3 separate regions of the Zea mays genome follow, and all the other regions are linked to region 1. A link is a contact called in public Hi-C and HiChIP or PLAC-seq data. All regions are on one chromosome and are shown on one strand. The core of a region is the stretch at or near the end of the contact, and the rest is flanking DNA. Distances in the headings are between cores, read along the strand shown. Region 1 holds the start of LOC100281278. Region 2 holds the start of LOC541910 (expansin-B3). Region 3 holds the start of LOC542496 (beta expansin8).

Region 1 (3,032 bases), core at 163-2,662:
ACCGCCACCGCATCCGCATGGGACGGGCCGTAGTCGGGTCGGAGAGGAGCCGCCCGGAACCCCGATCAAAGAACAGCGCCATGCATCACGGCCGGCAACACCACCCCAGTGCAGTGGTTTAATTTTGCAGGGACGAAGGATCGATCAGCGGGTTTACTTTATTAAACCTGAGCATGCATGGCGAGCTGGCGCCGGGAAGCTGGTTGGCCGGGGGATCAGTTTACTAATCAGGCTGGCTCGTGGATTCTGACGCGCTCTAGTTGGGGTGGGGTGGGCGTGGGCGGGCGTCACGTGGGCGGAGAGGACGGGAACTGCGTAAGCACGAGTGAGCACGTGCCGCGGGGATTCCGGGAGGCCCAGCTTTATTGCTCGCCGAGACCGGCAAAGACGAGCGGCCAGGCCCAGGCCGCCCTCTGGAAACGGCAGTCACTTCCGTCGAGTGGAGCTGGAGCTGGAGCTGGAGCCGGGACGAGACGAGACGACGGACATAGGAAATTGACCTATTAACCATTCTCGGTGCATGCGTGGCGGACTTTCCCTCCCCTGCCTGCCTGCCTTCGTACTAGTACGTATGCTCCTGCAAGGTGAGCAGCATTGATTTCCGCCCAGGATGCTTCGGCATCCACTTCCATGGACACTTGCGCAGGCTACAGCTCATGGAGTCACGTGGTCGCGTGCATGCAGCATGCATTGCGGTTAAAGTAAACAGGATTCTTTCTTCCATCTCTCGTTCTCCCATTTTTCCCACTTCTCTCTGTTTTTTTTATAAAAATACTGGACTGGTACAAGCAGTAGCTGCTAACGGAATTATGCCAAGGGGAGAGAGCACTGCGGTGCGCGTGAGACGTACGAGTGGTGGTGGAGCATATGAATGTGGGTGGACAGGCCAGGGAGAGGGAGTGGGGGACGGATGCAGTGCATGGGACGGGGTCACGTTGCCTCCTGCTGCCGTGCTGGGCTGCAGCTTCCGCGCCGCTCTCCACTCTAATTTAATTGTATTTGTATATACCCCTTAATCGCAAGCTTGTTCGGTTACATCTGGACCAAGAGAAATTAGATGAAATTAAGGGCATGTTTGGTTCATGACTAATTATATCATACTTTTTCTAAGTTCAGCCGTTCAAATTGAAGAACTAACCTCAGACAGAAAAATTAGACAAAATATGAAAAGTTAGTCAGCGAACCAAATAAACCCTAAATCTCTTTCTAATCAAAATTGAATATAAACTGACTCAATTCCCCTTAATTATTCCTTTAGAACAGACCCCTATTGGTACCTTATATGCACAAGCACAACTTTGTCAAACATAGTTTTGTGCCCCGGCCACGAGCCCCGTCTCTCTCCACCCATAACCTCTAGATATTAATTACTTCGCAACAACCCCCATCCTGGTGATCAAGTGACTGGAGCCCCGAGAGCCCAGCACTATTTCTTCCCCCGTCGTCACTCCTCTCCCTCTCTCGTCACTCCACTCCAGCCCCTCCTCTAGATCTCTCTCCCCCCCCTCCTCACACGCACTCACTCTCGTCACTGAGGCTAGCTACTAGCTGGTACTGGAAGCCTGGAACACGCACTGTCACTTGCTCGTTTCAAGGACCTGCCCTGTGCCAATTAAGTAGTACGCCGTCGTACGGTTTGCTCTGAGCTAGCTCTTCGTGTTCGCGATGGCGTCGGAGTGGGAAATGGCCATGGGGGTGGAGCTCGGCATGGGAATGGGCGGCACGTACCACCACAACGCCTCCAGCATCACCACCGCGCCGATGATGATGAGCAGCCATCCCCACAGCCACAGCGGCGGCGCCGCCAGCTACTCCACGCCGCACCACCACCATTACTACGGCGGGATGCCGCCCATGGGCGACGCCATGCGCGTCGACGACCTCCTCGACCTCTCCACCCCCGGCGCCGGCGCCCATGAGTTCTTCCCCACCGCGGCGCCGGCCACTGACAAGGGGCACCACTCGTCGGGGGCCATGGGTGAGCCCTCACCCACCGCCAACTCGTCGGATCACCGGACGTCGGCCCTCTCCTTCGCCGATGAGTTCTACATACCCGTGAGTACCAATAATTAAACAAATGATCACATCGCACAGCTATGATGAACAGAACACCTATGCCTATGCGTCGTCTATGCCACTTGCCACCATATATAAGAATGCGTTACCTACTGTACTTAGCTAGAGAGGTTTCTATATATGCACGAGATCGCTAATCAGTTGCGATACAATTAATGATCCAGACCGAGGAAGCTGCGGAGCTGGAGTGGCTATCCAAGTTCGTGGACGACTCCTATTCGGACATGCCGAATTACTCGTCCGCCACGCATGCGGCGATGGCGGCGGCGGCTGCTGCTGCTGCTAACGCGGCAGGCAACGGAGGAGGCACCACCTCGGCCGGTCAAGACAGCGGCGTCGCCGCGGCGCCTGGCCGCGGCGCGCGCAGCAGGCGGTCCCGCGCGACCGCCGCGGCTGCCGCGGTGTGGCACTCCCTCGTGCCGCGCCCGCCGTCTCAGTCGTCCCCTTCATCGTCGTCCTGCTCGTCCTCGGACTTCCCGTCGTCGAACAAGCCGGCGCGCCCGAACGGCGGCAGCCGCGGCAAGAAGGTCCCGGGTCCCCCCGGCGGCGGGCCCGCTGGCGGGGAGGCGGGCCTGGAGGGCGGCGGCGTGCGGCGGTGCACGCACTGCGCGTCGGAGAAGACGCCGCAGTGGAGGACGGGGCCGCTGGGCCCCAAGACCCTCTGCAACGCGTGCGGCGTGCGGTTCAAGTCCGGGCGGCTGATGCCCGAGTACCGGCCGGCGGCCAGCCCCACCTTCGTGCTCACGCAGCACTCCAACTCGCACCGCAAGGTCATGGAGCTGCGCCGCCAGAAGGAGCTCATCCTCATCCGCGGAAGCCACCGCGACGCCGCCGCAGGATCCGCCGCCGGCGGGCCGAGGCCGGAGCTCATGTTCCGTGACTACGGCGTGTGTTAGCCCGCTGCCCGGCAAACCGGCACCGAGGAGGCTCGCGTCGTGCGTTGCATGCATGGAGCT
Region 2 (3,032 bases), core at 169-2,668, 320 kb after region 1:
GCTAGTCTCCTCTATCTAAAACCTAATTATAAAAGTTGAGGTGGTTCTAATTTTCAAACACTATTAACCCGGTTTTTCCCCATATAAACCAGTTTCTATAAACTGGAGATAGAAATTGAATTCTTAAGGACTATGTCGCTTTCAAACAGGGCGTTAAGGTCTGTTTGGTATGGTTCCAGAGCAAAACTCCAATGAGGAGCTGGCCCAGAGCATGCCAAACACTCTAACTCCAGAGTGGTAAACTCTATAGAGTTTTTTTGGAGCTGCAGTACAAATTTTTGGAGTGCCTCTTTTGCTGCTCCGAAAACTCCAAAAAAGTAACCTAGTCATGGAGGTTTGAGTTATTTAACTGTCACTAGAGCTGAGCTGCTCCACACAGAGTTTCAGAGTAGAGCTACTCTTGGATGGAGCTGAGCCATGCCAAACACGCACTTAGGCCACATTCACTTCGCAGCGTGTGTTGACACGCCACTGCGCCTTTGTTCCAAAAATTAGTCGGACAGACAGCGAGTGAGCAACAGTGCAATGACAAGGTGTTCAGCCATTCACCCACCGTAGCTTTTCGTACGTGAAACTGAAACGGATTAGGCGCCGCTTCCAACCCATCCCAGCTCCTCTGCGTACTGCTGGCTAGGTAGAAACATGTGCATGATTCAGGGGGTTTGGTACACCAGGATCCATATGCAATGATTACCCAACAATTATAGGCCCCTCCCATGTTTGTAGACCTGTCCTCCTTCCTTCCGTGTATCCAGCGGTGCACACGAATCTCCCGCTCCTAACACTGCATACACCAGACAAGAGTGCTTATTAGGGCATGTACAACCTAGATACTGCTGCACGGTACTCCAAGTATAAGACACAACTAAAACACAACATAATATAGTGGTCATGTCTAAAACATGTGTCTTACAATATTCATTGTACCAATCAGAGCATTCAATAAATTAAAGTGATCAATCAGCTAGTCTCTTGTCTCAAACATATAGCCAAGATACTGTGTCTTTGTCAAGATACATGTCTTGAGTTTTTTTATATTCACCCCCTAGACACACTCTAAGACACAATTTAAGATACTCATTGCACATGCCCTTACGCACAGGATTAAGAACTCCCGAGAATCAGAATCCCGTGTACGAGCCGGTCCTGCCAACCCTCGATAATACACACACCGTGCGATAACTGCCAAGAGGGCGCCGTGTTAATTTTTTTTTTAGTAGTTCACTCGTGAGTCGTGACCCGAACCATCCGCTTCTCGCATGGTTTGCTCCATAGCCATGTGAGATGTGACCGCGCGCCCCTACCAAAGGCCGAACCACCACCACCTCGTCGACGGGCGCGCTGCCTTCCTTGGAGATTATTCTTTTCCAGTCTATAAATACCCCGGCCGGCAAGGTGCTCCTTCCAGATCACAGAACTCCTCCTGTCGGCCAGAGTCCTAGTAGCACTCTAGCTAGAACGAAGGTAGCTATATATCAAGATTCAAACAATGGCGTCCATCTCCTCCTCCAAGGTGCTCGCACTTGGTGCGCTCATCTTCTCCTTCCTTGTCACGTATGCCTCGTGCGCTAGACCGGTCAACTTCACAGCCTCAGACTTCACCGCCGATCCCAACTGGGAGGCTGCCAGAGCCACCTGGTACGGCGCGCCCACCGGCGCCGGCCCTGACGACGATGGTGAGTAGTGAGTACGTGTATATATAGACGACGTCGACGTCGTTTGCATTGCAAAAGGCGCAGGATCGCGTCTTTTGCTTTTGGGATGTATATATACTCTACTCTCTATACTACTGCATGCATGTCGTGCTGTTGGCCTAACGCACGGTGTCCGCCGCGTGCATTGATGTGCAGGTGGCGCGTGCGGGTTCAAGAACGTGAACCTGCCGCCCTTCTCCGCCATGACGTCGTGCGGCAACCAGCCCCTGTTCAAAGACGGCAAGGGATGTGGCTCCTGCTACCAAGTACGTATTAGCTAGCTAGCTACATTAATTGGCCAGACGAAGATCCCTTCCTTTAATTTGGTGCCGGCTGGACTTAAGCTTTGTTTGGGTACTCTAGTATTGACCTCAATTCACATGTGTTGAGGTGGATTGAAGTGTAAATTTGTTTAAGTTACACCCCAATCCACCTTAACACATGTGGATTGGGATCAATATTAGGATCCGTTCGTTTCTGCAGGATTGGACCAAGAATTGTTCTTGTTGATCAAAACTTATACAAATTAGAGAAACAATCTGGGTCGAAACAGTTCCAGTCTTCTATTCCCTATCAACCGAACGGACCCTTAGAGTATCCAAACTAGACCTTAATGGAAACGAAAAGCTCGAGCATAAGTAGTTTTTCGGTTTTTTAACCTCTAAAATTAATAGTTAGCTACTACAAATTAGTTATCATTAGTTAATACCATAGTTAATTGGTAGCTACCTAGTTCAATAGTTCATTAGCTGTCTAACTATTACCTTTCTAAATAGGGCCTAACAAATCCTCTCTTTTTTTTTCCAGATACGATGCCAGAACCACCCTGCCTGCTCCGGTAACCCGGAGACGGTGATCATCACCGACATGAACTACTACCCGGTGGCCAAGTACCACTTCGACCTTAGCGGCACGGCGTTCGGCGCCATGTCCAAGCCCGGCCGCAACGACGAGCTCCGCCACGCCGGCATCATCGACATCCAGTTCAAGAGGTGGGTGCGGCCCGGTATCGCCGTATCGTCGTCATTTGCAACTGCACATGCACTGCACGTTGCACAGCAGAACCACGAACCCACAGTCTGCAGTGCAGGCCCCACCCTGTGCTGCTGCATGTGGAGCCTCTAGCTTGTAGATCCGCACGTTATACTGTACCCGCTCCTATAAATATATAACTAATCTAGATTTTTGAGGACTCTTGTCGGACTAGACTAATGGAAACATACCACATGCAGGGTGCCCTGCAACTACCCCGGGCGGAAGGTGACGTTCCACGTGGAGGAGGGCTCGAACGCCGTCTACCTGGCGGTGCTCGTCGAGTTCGAGGACGGCGACGGCGAC
Region 3 (3,032 bases), core at 176-2,675, 290 kb after region 1:
CCACCAAACTTTCACTTGCCGCGCTACGAAATTCAACAGCACGCACACCACCGACCTGGTGAACTCGATGTCGATGATGCCGGAGTGGCGGAGCTTGTCGTTGAGGCCGGGCTTGGCCAGCCTGCCGAACGCAGTGCCGCTGAGGTCGAAGTGGTACTTGGACACCGGGTAGTAGTTCATGTCGGTGATGATCACCGTCTCCGTCCGCCCGGAGCAGGACGGGTCCTTCCTGCACCGAATCTGCGTCCAAGCAGGAGTCAATGCGCAGTAATAAATAAATGGCACTGTCACGGGGATCGAGGGAGGCGCGCACATGCAAGAGGGCCCCACATATGAGCGGCCTGTGCTGTGCTCCGAGGAGCGGCCTGGGGGCTGTACGGGTAGCGTCCTACTTTAACAGTTACTACACTACTACTACTACTTCTGCCGTGCCGCCCTCTTTAACGTCCATACGGTGTCTAGCACTTCTCTACCAAAACAGTCTCAAACACCACCAACCTTACTATGACGACAATTGCTTTTTTTTAAAACAAGTGGAGCATTAGTAGAATGGTTTCCGCTAAAGAAGAAGAAGAAAAACAAAATAATCTATACTACTGTGCAAATATGCTTCAGATAATACAAGTGTCGGTAAGAACTCCATTCCATGCTGTTTGTTTTTTACTGTAGTAGTAGTACCTTGTAGCAGGAGCCGCAGCCCTTGCCGTCCTTGAACAATGGCTGGTTGCCGCAGGAGCCCATGGACATGAAGGGGTACTGGTTGGTGTGCTTGAATCCGCACGCGCCACCTAGCGCACACACGACGCGTTCCGTGAGCCACATTGCCGCCCACAAGGCACCGAGGGAGAAGGGAGGAGGCAGAGCGGTAATAAAGGTCTCGGGAATGCCGGCGCTCACCGTTGTCGTCGGGGCCGGCGCCGTTGGGCTGGCCGTACCAGGTGGCCCGGGCCCTCTGCCAGGGGCCCCAGTACACGGCGGCGTCGCTGGCGGTGTAGTTCTCCGTGCCGGTGCCGGCGTCCGCGGCGTCGAGCTGGGCCTCTCGGCACTGGCCTCCGGCGAGCAGGGCCAGGAGGAGCACGAGCGCCGCGGCGGCGGAAGGGGAGCTCATGCCTTGCCTCATTGGCCCTCTCGGCTTCCTCTGGAGTCTGGATACAATACAAACAAGAAGTGGGCAGCGGTGGAGTGAGTGCGAGCAGTGGTGGTGGACTGGTGGGTGGTGGTGGTGGCCGTGGTGCCGTGTGGGCCTATTTATAAGCCAGATGGGCAGAAGGGCACCGGCAGGCCGGCACGCTAGCTGCGAGAGGGGAGGGAGGAGAGGTTTCTGTGTGTACGCAGAGGAGCGAGGGAGAACGTGCCATGTTGGGGCTGCACATGGCCTGGGCAGGCTGATCAGCTCAGTCGACCGGGCCGGGGTCTTGCTCAGTTCTACTACTCTGCACTCACTCGTGTTGCCACGGCAGCACGTATTAAAGGCTGGCAGATGAAGGTTGGGGCCGGCCGGCCGGGTTCGGTGGTGGATGGATGGACGATGGACCGACGGATCGGCTCGCTTGCTGGCTTGCTTGCTTGCTTGCTTGCTCACCTCGCTGGTCACTTGTCAGTGAGAGGGTGGGCGGGAGCAGAGCCAGAAAGACTCACCAGCTGATAAGCGGAACAGGCTTCTCCCGAGAAAGGGTGACTTGTTTGGGCTGTCGGCATGTGGCATCGGCCCAGCGCCAGCCACGGGAAAGGCTCACCTGTTCGCAATATGCATTGTCTGGCGCGCGTTGGTGCCGCTTGGAACAGATTCCTGGTGGGCGTTCCTTGGTACGTTCACCTTCCTCGTGGTTTGGCCGGTTCCTCGCGCTCGCGCAAGACTTCAGAGTTTTGGCATGGCACAACAGGGCTACGTGGTGTGGTCACAAACTTCATTATTGCTGATCTTCATGAATTGCCCACGACTCGTATATAGTCGGTGAGTGAGGAGTACTTCACGTAAGCAGGTTACTTGCTGTTATGCGTTGGGGGGGCGCATCTAGATTGATTCTAGTTCGTTCCCTCGTCTCGTGTTCAGACAGCAAAAGAAAAGGTTTCAGAACCAAACACAGCTAGCCTCGCTCGTCGCTCGTCAGTGCCTGCCGCCCAAACGCCCTTTACACAACGTGCTGTGCTGGGCTTGCACTGCCCTCCGGTTCATGTCATTTAGCGCAATAATTCTCGAACCCTCACTATAGTTCTGACCAAACTCGATCGATGTGACATGGGTGGATAAGCCAGGTTACAGTAGAGGCAGAGGCAGAGGCAGAGCACATCCCACGCCGCCTTTTTGACTCCATTTGTCCTTCGTCTCCAATCCATGCCATCCCACATGCCCGTAACAGGAGGGAAGCCATTCCATATCTATTGACCCCACATGCCATCCCACATGCCATCCCATATTTATTGACACCCCCCCCCCCCCCCCCCCCCCCCCCTGACAGAAATTCATTTGGCTGGCAAATAGTCATAAGCAGACAATTTATTTGACGACGAACCGCCGAGTAACTATTCCACATATATATTGAATTTGTTCTACACGTACTAATTCCATTGGACTCTTCTATTTATTTCAAACGGAGTGAGAATTTTAGAATTGCTGTCTCTTAGAACGAACATCGACTAGTATCTATATACATATACATGGCGCGACTTGTGGTCATGGTCCCGCGTAAGATAGCAGTCGGGTGTGCACTACACGGGTATATGGTTTACGAATACATAAAACTTAACATATACTTTTATCCATAAACGCTCGTGGATGTAGATATATATACCTAAATCCATACTCGTCGAGTATCCACTACCTGACGGATACCTGTTATCTATCCGTCTACTACAATTTCAGCAATCAGTATCAAACAACAATTTTATTGCAATTCAACAATTTCATTATTACAGAAGCATCAAACAACAATTCCAACATTCCAGTAGCATCATTACAACAGCATCAAACAACAATTTCATTCTCTGTGGTAGTTTCATCACACCATTTTCCAATGTTATCGTGTCAACAA

The links. A called contact is a pair of places that touch in the nucleus more often than the background predicts. HiChIP or PLAC-seq counts read pairs in DNA pulled down with a chosen protein or histone mark.
Region 2: a contact with region 1 is called in a Hi-C map of ear, with 2.3 times the contacts expected there. The contact joins the promoter of LOC541910 here to the promoter of LOC100281278 in region 1. A contact is called at or near these places in 4 of 25 Hi-C or Micro-C datasets (bundle sheath, ear, leaf and 1 more).
Region 3: a contact with region 1 is called in an H3K4me3 HiChIP or PLAC-seq map of leaf, with 4 times the contacts expected there. The contact joins the promoter of LOC542496 here to the promoter of LOC100281278 in region 1. A contact is called at or near these places in 3 of 25 Hi-C or Micro-C datasets (ear, leaf and tassel) and 1 of 3 datasets of contacts at active chromatin or transcription factors (leaf).

Annotation. Positions count from the first base shown.
Region 1 is chr9:121,167,137-121,170,168 of Zm-B73-REFERENCE-NAM-5.0, forward strand. It overlaps LOC100281278, which reads left to right and starts at 1,413. Exons shown (of 2, transcript NM_001154197.3): 1 at 1,413-2,055; 2 at 2,241-3,032. The coding sequence starts at 1,666. The coding sequence ends at 2,972.
Region 2 is chr9:121,482,166-121,485,197 of Zm-B73-REFERENCE-NAM-5.0, forward strand. It overlaps LOC541910 (expansin-B3), which reads left to right and starts at 1,419. Exons shown (of 4, transcript NM_001305866.1): 1 at 1,419-1,676; 2 at 1,851-1,960; 3 at 2,502-2,686; 4 at 2,927-3,032. The coding sequence starts at 1,490.
Region 3 is chr9:121,457,996-121,461,027 of Zm-B73-REFERENCE-NAM-5.0, forward strand. It overlaps LOC542496 (beta expansin8), which reads right to left and starts at 1,426. Exons shown (of 4, transcript NM_001112046.2): 1 at 898-1,426; 2 at 679-788; 3 at 56-240. The coding sequence starts at 1,120.